Linked DNA regions of Pan troglodytes: region 2 is linked to region 1. The links are chromatin contacts, called in public Hi-C maps. All regions are on one chromosome and are shown on one strand. The core of a region is the stretch at or near the end of the contact, and the rest is flanking DNA. Distances in the headings are between cores, read along the strand shown. Region 1 has its middle 120 kb from the start of HIVEP3. Region 2 overlaps HIVEP3 (HIVEP zinc finger 3).

Region 1 (5,970 bases), core at 1,995-4,494:
AGGGAAGGCTTTCTCAAGTGGGCTGGATGGGAGCAGGGAGGGATTCTAAAGAGGGGACTCATGAGTATTGAGGCATGAAACCTCATAGGTTATGTGAAACCTCAAATAATTCAGAAGGGCAGAGATGTAAGGGCAAGGTAAGGAGTAGGGCGAGAAGGTGCAGATAGGCAGCCTGGAACAGAGTAATGGAAGGTCTTGGGGATTGTATTACGGAGCTTGGTGTCTTTCCCGTAGGTGATGGAATGCCTCTAATGAGTTTTCAGTAAAGACCTGGTTTGCTTCTCAGACACATTTCGATATCAGATTCTTTGGTTGAAGATAATTCTAATTAAGTTCCTACAGGGGAGTGCGTTGGAGAGATATGGGATCCTTCAGAAAACCCAATAAAAATTTGAAGAACCCAGGCTCTGAAGGAATTTCCCAGGGACTACATAGCAGGAATCAACTGCAAGTCCCCTTGGTCAGGAAGTATCAGGGCCAACTGCCTCCAGCGTTATTCCACCTAGGGTTCAAATTCCAAATGAAAGATGTCATAGTGCTCCAGCTTGGGGGCACACCAGGCCTGGGCCAGGTAAAGTCATCATCTTCACTGGCAGTCTCCCCAAGCCCATATCTCTTGGAGTGAGTTCCTGAAGGAAAATCAGTGTGATGTGACCCTAAGAAAGAGCTATGCTGGCTGAAGTAATGGGTGTCCACTTCAAGAGCTGTGTGGAAACTAGATCTGAAGGGCACTAAAGACGAAGGGAATTAAAAGTCAAAAGACAGTGGAGATATGGACCAGGGCTGTGGTAGTATTGTGGGATTTATGAATATTTATGAGATAAAAATCGGTGATTGACTTTAGGAGAAGGAAGACGACAGAATCAAGGATGATTCCCAGGTCCTAGAATGTGGTAGTAGATATTATTACTGGAGAGAAGATAGAGGATGGGGAAGGGGAGATGACAAATAGCTTATGACACGCCAAGTTTTAAGAACTCTGTGGGACATCAGGTGGAGGCTAGAATTTGAAGCCTAGTAACTGAACTGAACTCATAGGCATGGACGACATAACCTAGGAAGGATTCTGGAAGAAGCCACAGAAGAGATCAAAATAAGTTTTGATCTTTGACAAGATTAAAATAGATTTGCCAAGAAAATAAGATCAAATGACAAAGAACGGAAGGAGGAGGAGAACCAGGAATGTGCAGGGTCATAGAAAGCCACAGGATAAAATTTCAAGGAGAGAGCAGATTTGAGCTCTGGTGCAGGTAGAAGCCACATTCTAGGGAGCTAATGTATAAGTGGGAGTAAAAACGTGTGGGCTACCCTTGCAAGAATCTTGGATGAGAAGGGCTGGTTAACTGCATGGTAACTTGGAGGGCATACGGAATCAAGAGAGGTTTTTTTTTTAATTTTAAAAATTTTTTGGTCATTTGGATTTTTGGTTTAAATTAAAATATCATTCACATACCATAAAATTCACCCTTTTATACAGTTCTGTGGTTTTTTATTATATTCACAAAGTTGTACAGTCATCACCACCGTCTAATTCCTTAACATTTTAATCACCCCCCAAAGAGGCTTTGTACTCATTAAGCAGTCACTCCTCAGTCCCCCCTCCTCCCAGTCCCTGGCAACCATTAGTCTACTGTCTCTATGGATTTGCCTGTTTTGGACATTTCATATAAATAGAATCATACACTATGTGGGTTTTTATGACTGGTTTCTTTCATTGAGCACTATAGTGTTTTCAAGGTTCATCCATGTTGTAGCATGTAACAGAATTTCTTTCTTTCTTTCTTTTTTTTTTTTTTTTGAGACGGAGTCTTGCTCTGTTGCCCAGGCTGGAGTGTAGTGGTGCGATCTCGGCTCACTGCAAGCTCTGCCTCCCGGGTTCACGCCATTCTCCTGCCTCAGCCTCCCACTTAGCTGGGACTACAGGCACTCGCCAACACGCCCGGCTAATTTTTTGTATTTTTTTAGTAGAGACGGGGTTTCACTGTGTTAGCCAGTATGGTCTCGATCTCCTGACTTCGTGATCTGCCTGCCTCGGCCTCCCAAAGTGCTGGGATTACAGGCGTGAGCCACCATGCCCGGCCTTATTATTTTTTATGGCAGAATACTATTCCATTGTATGGATAGACCAAAATTTGCTTATCCATTTGTCAATCAGTGGACATTCAGTTGTTTCCTTTTTTGGCCTTCTGAATACACCGCTATGAACATTTGTGTACAAGTTTTAGTACAGACATGTTTCTAGTTCTCTTGAGTGGAATTGCTGGGTCTCCACTGATTTTTGTTGGGCGAGACCTGATACTGTTTACAGGCTGAGGGTAGGGCGCCGGTGCTGAGGGAGAGGTGGGAGAGCCAGGGGTTGGGGAGGAGGGAGGGCTGGAGCAGAGGAGGCCACTTTCTTCAGCATCACTCACTCTCTGTGTGGCACAGTCCTAAATGCGGGCTAATCTCCCTTCACATCTTCTAGACCCTCTGCAAATACCTCATACTTGCTGACCAGGGAGCGAACCCAGCGCTTGAATAAAGCACCCCTAGACCTGGCAGAGCCGGGAACCGGCTGGCTGGTTCGTTTTCTGATGCAGATCACAGTTTTGGGGTCTCCTCTGGTTAGAGCCTGGCCCATTCGGGTTTGGTTTTCTCCTGGACGTTCGTTCACACGTGAATAAGGCCAATTCACCGTGGAGTCTGCGTCTGAATCCTTGTTCCTTAGGTCATCCCGGGGTCCCAGCTGCCCGGGATGAAAAAACGATGCCCGGGTACCAGGGGTCGGGGACCAGCAACGCCGGCGCTCAGCGTAACCGCTACCTTCCCCAGCCACGGCGCACGCGCCTCTTCCCTGCCAAGGAAGGGGCGGGGAGTAGGCGGGGCGGGCACCTTTGAGGCCAATCGAAAGCGAGCATCCCCGCCCTCCGGGCCGATGGACCCAGTTTGACCCCGGCGGTGGGCGGAGGAGGCGGGGCAAGCCGCGCGGCCAGGAAGGGGGCGGGGCCCGGGGTCTGGAGGCGGGGCCTGGGGCTGTCAGTCCCGCGCCCGCCGCCGCGCCGCGGCTCCTCGCATGCCGTGGCCCGGGTGGCTGCCAGCGCTGCCGCCCGCCGCCCGCCACCCCGGCATCCCAAGCCGCCTCCCGCCGCCCCGGCCCGGCGCGCAGGTAAGGCTGGCCGCGGCTGCCGAGCCATCGCGCCCCCCTCCTCGGGCTCGGTCTGCCGCGCGGGCGCCCTCTCCGGGCCGTGTCAGCGCCGCAGCTCCCTACTGCGCCCGGGGGCGGTCCCGGGGGGCGGGACGAGAGCCCTCCCCATCCCCCCAACGCCTCCGGGCACCGGCCCCCTCAGCTGGGGTCCCCCGTCTGGCCTCCGCAGCTCCGGCGCAGGGAGCTGTCCTGAGCCCCCCTTCCCGGGCCGATTACACAACCTCCGGTCCTGGGGCGGGGGCCCCTCCTCAGCCCGGGCCCCACACCTGTCCCCGCAACGCGCTCCCAGGCAGAGGGCAGAGACCTGGCGCGACAGCGGGGGCCGGGAAAGTTTCACTTTGTGGTCAGGGGTTTGTTGACGTCTGAGAGATGCGGGGAGACGGAGACTGAGCGGCGAGGTTGCGCCTTGCCAGCCGCGTTCCCTGTGCCCGGGGTGGCCCTGGTCCAGGTTTCCCTTCCAGAAGTCCTGCCGGCATCCCGGCTCTGGGCCGGGAGGCTGCTGCTGCAGGGCGCCCGGGTCTCTCCGTCTCTACGTTAGCGAGCTCTGGATTGTAGCAGTCTGGGGACAGCTCAGTCTCTCGCGCTTGCCCCCTTTCTTAATTTAGCATTGACATTTAGACCAGTTGGACAAATTTACTTAGCATTTTCCTGACACTTTGTATTGGTGAGTTGCTTTCCCATCCCTAATTAGTTAATTAACAAGGTGGGAAAGCTAAATAGATCCTGTAACGAAATGCCTTCAGTCTGGCAACTCTTCAAAAACCTGTGAGAGCTCTAGGCTCTGGTTGCATGGAGAGATGCTTTTGGCCAAGGTGAGAGAGCGATTCCATGTCTTCTGGTTGCTCGAGGAGGCTTTGGTAATAATGGCATGGCTTTCTCTGCCTCCCGCTGATTGTGCCGTTTATTGAGGGTCTTCAGTTTATGGTGGGTTATTTGGTTTTCTTCATTCAAGAAAGGAGGAATCAGAAGTGTTGCTGATTAACTGAGTGTTCCTCAGTTAAGGAAAACACTGAGGTTCAAATAAGTTTGGATACTTGTCTGCTTTACCAGATTACCTTCGTGTGCAGAAAACCTTGGCTCTTCTCATTCTCTCCCTATCTTCCCAGTAGGGCTGTATCCAGCCGGGTTGGCATTACTGGTTCCTCATTTAGTCTGAAGACCTCTTGCTACGTAAGTGTACAGTCCTGCCTAGGGATAACCTCTAAGAGTGGACTTAATTAGCACTTTTATCTGCTCGTTAAGCAATACAGCTTGAAATCTCTTGTAATCAGGTGCCGTTGTAGTGTTGAATCTTTAATAATACCTGATTCATTTTAATAGTGTTTCTATAATAATCTTTCTATTAGCATGCCGGTTCTGCAACACCAGTAGTTTTGGTATAGAAGCAGCAATTTACTAGAAATATTATCATGGCAAAAACAGTTCTGTAACAGATTTGCAGCCCACTTTACTTAGATAATTACTGATAGAGGCTGTTAAGATTTTTAAAAAAATTTATTATTTGGTGCAGTAAATGTTACAATGCTTCTGATGTATGAGGTCTTTATGAGGTCATTCCTTCCTGTAGTAATGATTACAGTTCTTGTGTCACTTAAATCTGTTTTGGACTAATATTGTGTGAGTTTTCACCCGTGCTAATTTATTTTTAGACAAAATTCAGAGCTAACAAGATTTGGTTTTGATTTGCCAGCCTATGTTTTAATAAGGAAGATATTTATTGTATTTTGGGTGTTACATTAGAGGTAGGATAGCATGTTTTATTAACATATATACTGTTTTGAGGGGTTTACAGATATTAAGCTACCAATTTTACAACAGTCCTATAAGGAAGGGATGATGAAATTGAGGCCCAGTTGCTTGACTCAGGTCACATAGTTAAGTAAATGACAGCCAGATTCTAACCTAGGCAGCCTGAGTTCAAAGTCCAAGTTCTTAACCACTGGACTATCCTGCCCCTACGCTTTCAAGAGGCAATTATTTCTACCTGCTGTCTGTACAATATGATATTCTGCACGGTGGGGAGGAGAAGAGCACTTTACAGTGTAATAACCAACATTGAGTTAGGAGTTCTTGTTCTGGTCTTAACTCTGCCACCAGCTAATCTGTGATTTTGAGCAAGAAACCTTATCTCCTTCCCTTTCAATTCCTCATTGGTGGAATAACAGCATTTGAAGCAGATCAACTAACTAGCCTTACTACCCTAGGGAACTGGAGAGATAAGTCAATGCAGATAAGAATTAAATATCCTTCTTCCTAAGGCACAGCATAAGACCAGGTGTCAAGTGAATGGAGTGTGTGTCATAGGAAAGGACTAGGAGGGCATACATTCTGCTGAAACCAGTGGCTACCCATGGGAGTGCAGTGGTTGAGGACTTCATGTTAATACTTCAGTGTTGTTTTATTTTGTTGCACCAAGGAGTGTTACTTTTGTAATTAAAAAAAAAAAGACAATTAAAAGAAGTCATCCTATAGAGGTGGGGTAACCATGTGCAGGACCATGTGAGGAGCATTATAGGGGACTGTCTGGCATCACTTTGCAGGAGGCATCACTTTTCAGGGGTCAGATGGTGGTAGGACCTGCATGGCAGACCAAAGAGTTCCCAGAATCATGGGAAGTCAGGCTTGAAAGGAAACTTTAAAAGTCATTTAGTTTAACTCCCTCCTCCCGTCTCCCTCCACCATGTATTCAGTGGATAAATCCCTCTGCATGCGGGCACCTGTCCCACTCAGTGCTCGTCCTGCTCCTGCTTGGACACCTCCAGGGTCAAACATTTGGTGTGCTTCAC
Region 2 (6,010 bases), core at 1,240-3,739, 460 kb after region 1:
GGTGCTGGAACTCAGACTCCCTGATTCCCAGCCAGTCACCTTTCTACCTAGCCCCATGCTGTCCTTGTGGGGGCAGGTGTGGTGGCTGGCAAAGGGGACTTCCGTTCTTAGATTGCCCCAGCATCAGGAAATGTGGTTGCTTCATTCACTGGATGGAAACAGCATGGTTTTTCATGACCTTAATGACAGTGGCATGAAGTAGGAGGAAATTCTCACTCCCAGCCCCCGCCCTAAGCACAGCATTTCTGCTCCCTAGGCAAAAGTGCACCCACCCCTGACAACACCGCAGCGTTTACAGGACGTGTTCTTGGGATAGTGGAAGATGTCCAGGAAGCACAAAGCCAATGCCAGCTCTCCCCTTAAGCCAGCTCTCATCACTGAGGTGTGGCTCTGTAAAGAGCGTGGGTCCTGCAGGACTAACAGCCCAGAGCCTGCACAGCCTCTCTGTGCCTGTCTCTATGGTGGAACTGGGGACATCCTGCTGGTCAGGGTCCTCAGCCCAGCTCCTGGCCTTTGGTACTAGCTCAGGAGGGCCAAGATCCTGGAAGCAAGAGACCTGTGCTCTGCTCCCAGCTCTGCCCTTAACTTGCTGGGTGACCTTAGCTTTCTGATCTATAAACAAGAACGGGACCAGTTTATCTCCAAAGACAGAGTGGAGCCTTTGTTCATGTGTTCAACATTATTTAAGCATCTTCTCTGAGACAGGCCCTGTATGGGGTTCTGGGGTGCCCAAGGAGACCAAGATGAGGACCTGTCCCCAGGAGTTCCCAGACTAGTGTAAAAGACAGAGAACAAACACAGGTCTTATGGGAGGTTAACCTGAAAGAGACAGGGTTCCAGCTGTAACACCAACTAATGGCATGGCCTTGGATAAGGGAATTCTCTCTGGGGATCAGTTTCCTTAATTCTGTAAAGTGGAGCTAATAGCACCTCTTCATGGGGGAGTGTGAAGATTGCATATGTGTACTTGTGCAGTACTGTGTAAGGCATGATTATTAGCATTGCATTCGTGGCTGAGGATGCACTTTTAACCAGCAATGATTTTGTCATTCCTGTGGTGGGCCAGGTTCACCTCCCTTCGCTGGTTTCCCCGGAAGGCCAGAAAGATCTAGCTAGAGTGGAGAAGGAAGAAGAGAGGAGAGGGGAGCCGGAGGAGGATGCTCCTGCCTCCCAGAGAGGGGAGCCGGCGAGGATCAAAATCTTCGAAGGAGGGTAAGACTCATGTTTGGTTTGCATCGTCTGCTTCCGTGGAATAAGAGCTGGCACCCATCGGTGTTCACGGGCAGCAGTGGCTCAGTTGGCAAGGGCTCTGCCCACAGGTGCCCTGTGGTCCCAGCGATGCCTTTCAGCAGACATCACCTTCCTGGGACTCTCAGGCCCCTCTGTTTAAGAATGCCGTGGGGCTTCTTGGTGGGGATGGGTGATGCTGGGTATTTGTTGAGGATCTGGAGAGGTCTGGGTCTTTCTCCAGCCCCTCATTTTCTCAGATCCTGGCCAGGTTTCTAGTTCCTGCATTGGAGTTGCCATCCCAGTATCCCAGCAAATGTCCAGACTTCTGTCTCTCTTGACATGTATTCTCCAAAAGTCATCTCTGTACTGCCCAATGGCCATCTTGGCATGTCTGGTTTCCCATGGGGCACTTGGGCTCAGCCGACTAGGCTGTTTGCAGGGCTGACTGCACACTGTATGCACCAGGTGTTTCCACTGGTCCCTATCCTGACTGGCTGGGGCCCAGGGCTCAATGGTTGGTGAATATTTTGAATCTCATTCGTAGTTATTCACCTTTGATGCTTGACTTTGGGAAACGAATGGTCTAAACGTTTCAGAGCTCACAGCTTCGGGGACTGTCTGGGCTCTGGAAGGGTGCCGTGTTTCAGACGTGCTTTGTGGAAGTTTTGTGCCAGCTGTGTTTTGTGTGGCCACATGTTTGCTTCCTGGGATTTGGGTGTCTGTGAGCAGGTCCCATGCCGTTCTGTCTCAGGGTCCTGTGTCTGTGTCCCTGGTGTGATCAGGGTGGCCTGGTTCTGCACAGCCCTGAAGGACAACAACGTAGAGGAAAATGCGCTTCCTGTGCAGGACAGTCCCCATGAGCCGGGGCCAACATGGCTGTCACTGGGGGCCTCTGATCCTCTAGCACCTGCAAGCGCCTAACTCACAGGGTCAGCGTGGGAGGCACGGGAGTCCTCCATAAGGTTGGGGGACAACAGAGACTGCCACCCTCCCCAGGGCCACCAGTTGGCATCTTCTGGTGGCACTGACCAGCAGGGGCTCTCAGGAGAGAGGGTGCTTGGAAATGTGGGCAGCAGGGTAGTCAATGATGGGAAGGGGGCTAGGGGTAGCAAATGCCCCTGAAACCTACTGCCTAAAATACCAATAGCAACTGCGTTGAAAAAACACTGAACCAAAGGTCTTTGAAAATGCCAACCCTCTTTCCATGTGGGGAGGGACGCGGGTCCTCCTGCTGTTTGGTTAGAGCGCCCTCGTGTGTCTCTGTGTTCTCATGCCACTGGATCCCTTAGAGGCCACACAGAGGCAGGATTGATGAAGTGCCTGCTCACAGCGACTGGCCCTCTTCCTTCTTGCTTCAGAGGTTCTCTGTGGGCTCTGAGGGCTGCTGAGTGTTTCCTGGTGTCCCAGGAGCTTGCCCCAGCAGCAGTCTGTGTGTGCCTGAGGAGGTTCGCATCTTCCCTGAGAGGCAGGTGCTCTGAGACCTCATGAAGCCTGAGCCTCCAGAAAGGCAGCTGGCAGGAGCCACTCCCTGCCCAGCTCCCTGCTGGATGTCTCTACCTACACGGTCCACAATGGCTGAAGGAGGGGGAAGATCACCCACAAGTCCTCTTCTCCTCTTCCTCCAGCTGGTATGGGTCCTACTCCCTCTCCACCTCCTCCCAGGTCTTCACTTAGTCCCACCTGCTCTGCTTCAGAATCCTCTCGGTTGAGTTCTGTCATCTCTGGCCCACTTACCTCTGTTCTGCCTGAGACTAGCCCCCCAGCTCTCCCGCCCTCAGTTTCCTTATCTGTAAAAGGGGGAGAATAACATTTGTAACAGGGGGAAAATAACGTGGGATTTTCAGAGGACCTTGTGAGACCCCATATGAAGGCTATAATTCATAGCTGCTCAAAAAATGGACATTGGTGCATTTTCCTACTAGTATATCCATTTCGTCAATCTCTGTCCGGGACAGTCCCATCTGTTCTGTCAGCTATGGAAGGTATCCTCTCCCTTTCAACTTGTCACATGCAATTTGAGCACGTATGGAACTGATTATAGTGTCAGATCCTTTCCTCCCCCAGCCTGGCTATCTCAAGCTGGGACCGTGCCTCCCATTCTCACTTCTGGTGATTCTTCTACATTCATGGTTCTCTTGGGGCTGGCATCACCCCACAGAGTGTTTGGAAATGGTGAAGGAGGGGGAGGGCATTTTGGTTGCCACATAACCTAGGACACTTCCGGCATTTCAGGGACGAGGCCAGAGATGCTGACCTTCCATTCCACCAGCCTTACAACCTCTTGTTCCCCCAAATTGCCAAGGGTACCCACACCCAGAATCACTGGGCACACTCTTCTGCAATCCCACAGTTTTGCCTTAGACTCAGTTCTTCCTTTTATTTTTTTCTTTCTTTTTTAATACAACAAACATATGTATTTCATTCCTGTACACATTTGAGAAGGATCTGCTATGGAGCTCTGTTCCTTAGATCCAGGCCAGTAGAGGCTGAGAGAGGAAGAAGAAAACAATGGTTCCACCCAGAAGCTTCTGCTCACATTTAAATGGCCAAAGCAAGTCACATGGCCTCACCTAGCTCCATGGGAGTAGAGAAGTGCATTCCTACCGTGTGCTTGGGAGAACCTGAAATATTTGGTAGATATAGTGCTCATGACTATTCAAATTGGTTTAACATACATCTGTAACTTGTTATGTTTACTCAACGGTGTTTTTGACATGCATCCATGTTGATACATGTAGACCTAGTTCATCATGAATCAGTAAGCCAGACACAAAAGAGTAGATGCTATATGAGTCTTTTAATCTCTAATTAAACTTGCCTTAATTTCTTTCTTGACCTCCATTTCAGTGACTGATCAACTTATTAATTCATCAGGAAGGAGGATCTATTTAATCAGTGCCTTTTGGGTGCTCTGTGCCAGAAAATGCAGTGGCCCATGGGGGTTAACTGTCATCCTGCCCTCAAGGTGCTTGGGGACTACACCAAGGTGGCAACACAAGACCCACTGCTAAGGTGGGGATGGCCAGAGCTGAGAAGCTCACAGCAAGGGAAGGATGCCTGGGGGATGGAATAGCTAGAGAGGGCTTCCCAGAGTGGGTGGGGCCAGGCCCAGAAGGGTGGGCGAGACCCAGACAAGTGGAGAGGAAGGGTATGCTGCCCAGCAGTCTACCTGCTACAGGTGTGATGGCAGCTCCCGTACCTGATCAGTGAGACTCACTTCCTCTTGCCTTGAGCATTCTCCCTTGGTAGTGTCACCCATCTCCTTAGCCCCAAGTCTCATCTCTGTGCCGACATTGCTACCTCTGGGTCTCCAGCCAGGACCTCACCCCTGAACTGCAGACACTGGTTTTGATGCCTCCTGAGCATTTTTGCCTGGGAAATTCACAACACCTCACACTTAGCATGTGCAAACCAAGCCTTCCACTTCCCACCAACAGCATCTCCTTCCACATCCAGATCTCAGATGACACACCCAGCCCTTCACACTCAGAACCTTAACATTGTCTTGGACGCCTTCTCCCCCTTTCCAGTTAGACCCCAATCCTGGTGTCTGCATGAAGTAGTCAGTGACTCAATGTGGTCTCTTTACTCCCTCTGCCACTGCTCTGGCCACCCTATCTCTAGAACTCCAATGTTGGTGCCACTGAGCATCACTAAACATGATTCTGCCTGTGTCATGCTTTTCTCCAGAGCCGTCTGTGGCTGCCTCACCTACAGGATCCAGTTTAAACTCAGCCTGTGAGTGCTGGCCTCAGAATCTGATCTGCTCCTGTCGCCCTTCACCTTTTGCTGCCTGCTGGGCCCTGCCATTGCCAAATCCTACCCAGCCTTCAAAAGCCAATACTCAGCCCTGCTCCTCTAAAGAGCCTCCCAAATCCCTCCACACTCTGTAGTTCTTCTTGTTACTTCTGTCATAACCCTGGTGCTAAGATCCATTTCTGTCTCCTCCCAAGTCCCTTCTTGACTTGGGTCCTGGGGTAATGCTTTGCACACACAATGCATCAATCTCTGTTTATTGCACTAGTTTCCTGGCACGTGGCCCCCTCTGCATTCCCCATCACTTCCACACCTGAACAAAGCCCGCATTTTCCAGGCAGCCCCTGGGAGTGCCCATCAGGGATGTGATGGCTCTCTTACCCAGCACCTGTGCATTTGCCTTGGTTGTTTAGAATGGCTTTTTGTTAAGCAGTGTTGTTTTCACACACACAAAGTTATGTTGTTCCTTGAGAGTAATGACTATATTGTCTTAACTCAAGTTCACTTGTTGCAAGGAAAGCTGGGAATTCAGCCCAGTGGGCTTACATGGAAGAGGAAGAGACTGGAATTGATAGGAACCACCTGGATGACCAAGCCCAGTTGGGTGGTGTGTTGTTGGGGCTTAGGTCCGAAGGGAATGATAAGTTCAGATGGTGAGATCCCAGGAGTCCATGCCAGACCCTGCATGCTGCAGGACTCAGCTGCTGCACCTCCTATGGGAGGGCATTGGCTCCCATCCCACCTCACCTACCCCAGTACCTCACTCCAGCCATTGCCACTCTCCTGGGCTAGGAGAGTGCTCCTTAAGCATACCCGGACTTAAGGTTTCCACCTTAAAAACACTTTGGCTGAAGGGCCATATTGCCAGATTTCTCTTTTTCCTTTAAAGAAAAACTCCAGAAGAAGGTGACTGTGTTGCTCACCTCCGTATCTTTCCTCCTGGCTTCTCTCAGACCTATTCAAGGTGGGCCTTTGGGCTCCTCACACCTCAGAAGCTGCTCTTATCCAAGTCAATGATGACCCT

Evidence for each region. Hi-C and Micro-C count contacts between places; a contact is called where the count stands out from the background.
Region 2: a contact with region 1 is called in a Hi-C map of stem cell-derived neural progenitor cells, with 5 times the contacts expected there. The contact joins two enhancer-like sites. A contact is called at or near these places in 1 of 7 Hi-C or Micro-C datasets (stem cell-derived neural progenitor cells), 1 of 1 datasets of contacts at active chromatin or transcription factors (stem cell-derived excitatory neurons) and 1 of 1 other capture datasets (stem cell-derived neural stem cells).

The regions. Positions count from the first base shown.
Region 1 is chr1:188,930,682-188,936,651 of NHGRI_mPanTro3-v2.0_pri, forward strand. No RefSeq gene overlaps it. Among named protein-coding and RNA genes, the nearest start is that of HIVEP3, 120 kb to the right of the region's middle. Within about 2 kb of position 3,245, at least 22 of the 24 cell types and tissues checked have an H3K27ac peak or open chromatin away from gene starts, as enhancers often do. A contact at or near this core is called in stem cell-derived neural progenitor cells and stem cell-derived neural stem cells, where this site is marked.
Region 2 is chr1:189,391,727-189,397,736 of NHGRI_mPanTro3-v2.0_pri, forward strand. It overlaps HIVEP3 (HIVEP zinc finger 3), which reads left to right. Exons shown (of 9, transcript XM_054665933.2): 5 at 1,067-1,212. Among named protein-coding and RNA genes, the nearest start is that of EDN2, 89 kb to the right of the region's middle. Within about 2 kb of position 2,490, at least 9 of the 24 cell types and tissues checked have an H3K27ac peak or open chromatin away from gene starts, as enhancers often do. A contact at or near this core is called in stem cell-derived neural progenitor cells and stem cell-derived neural stem cells, where this site is marked.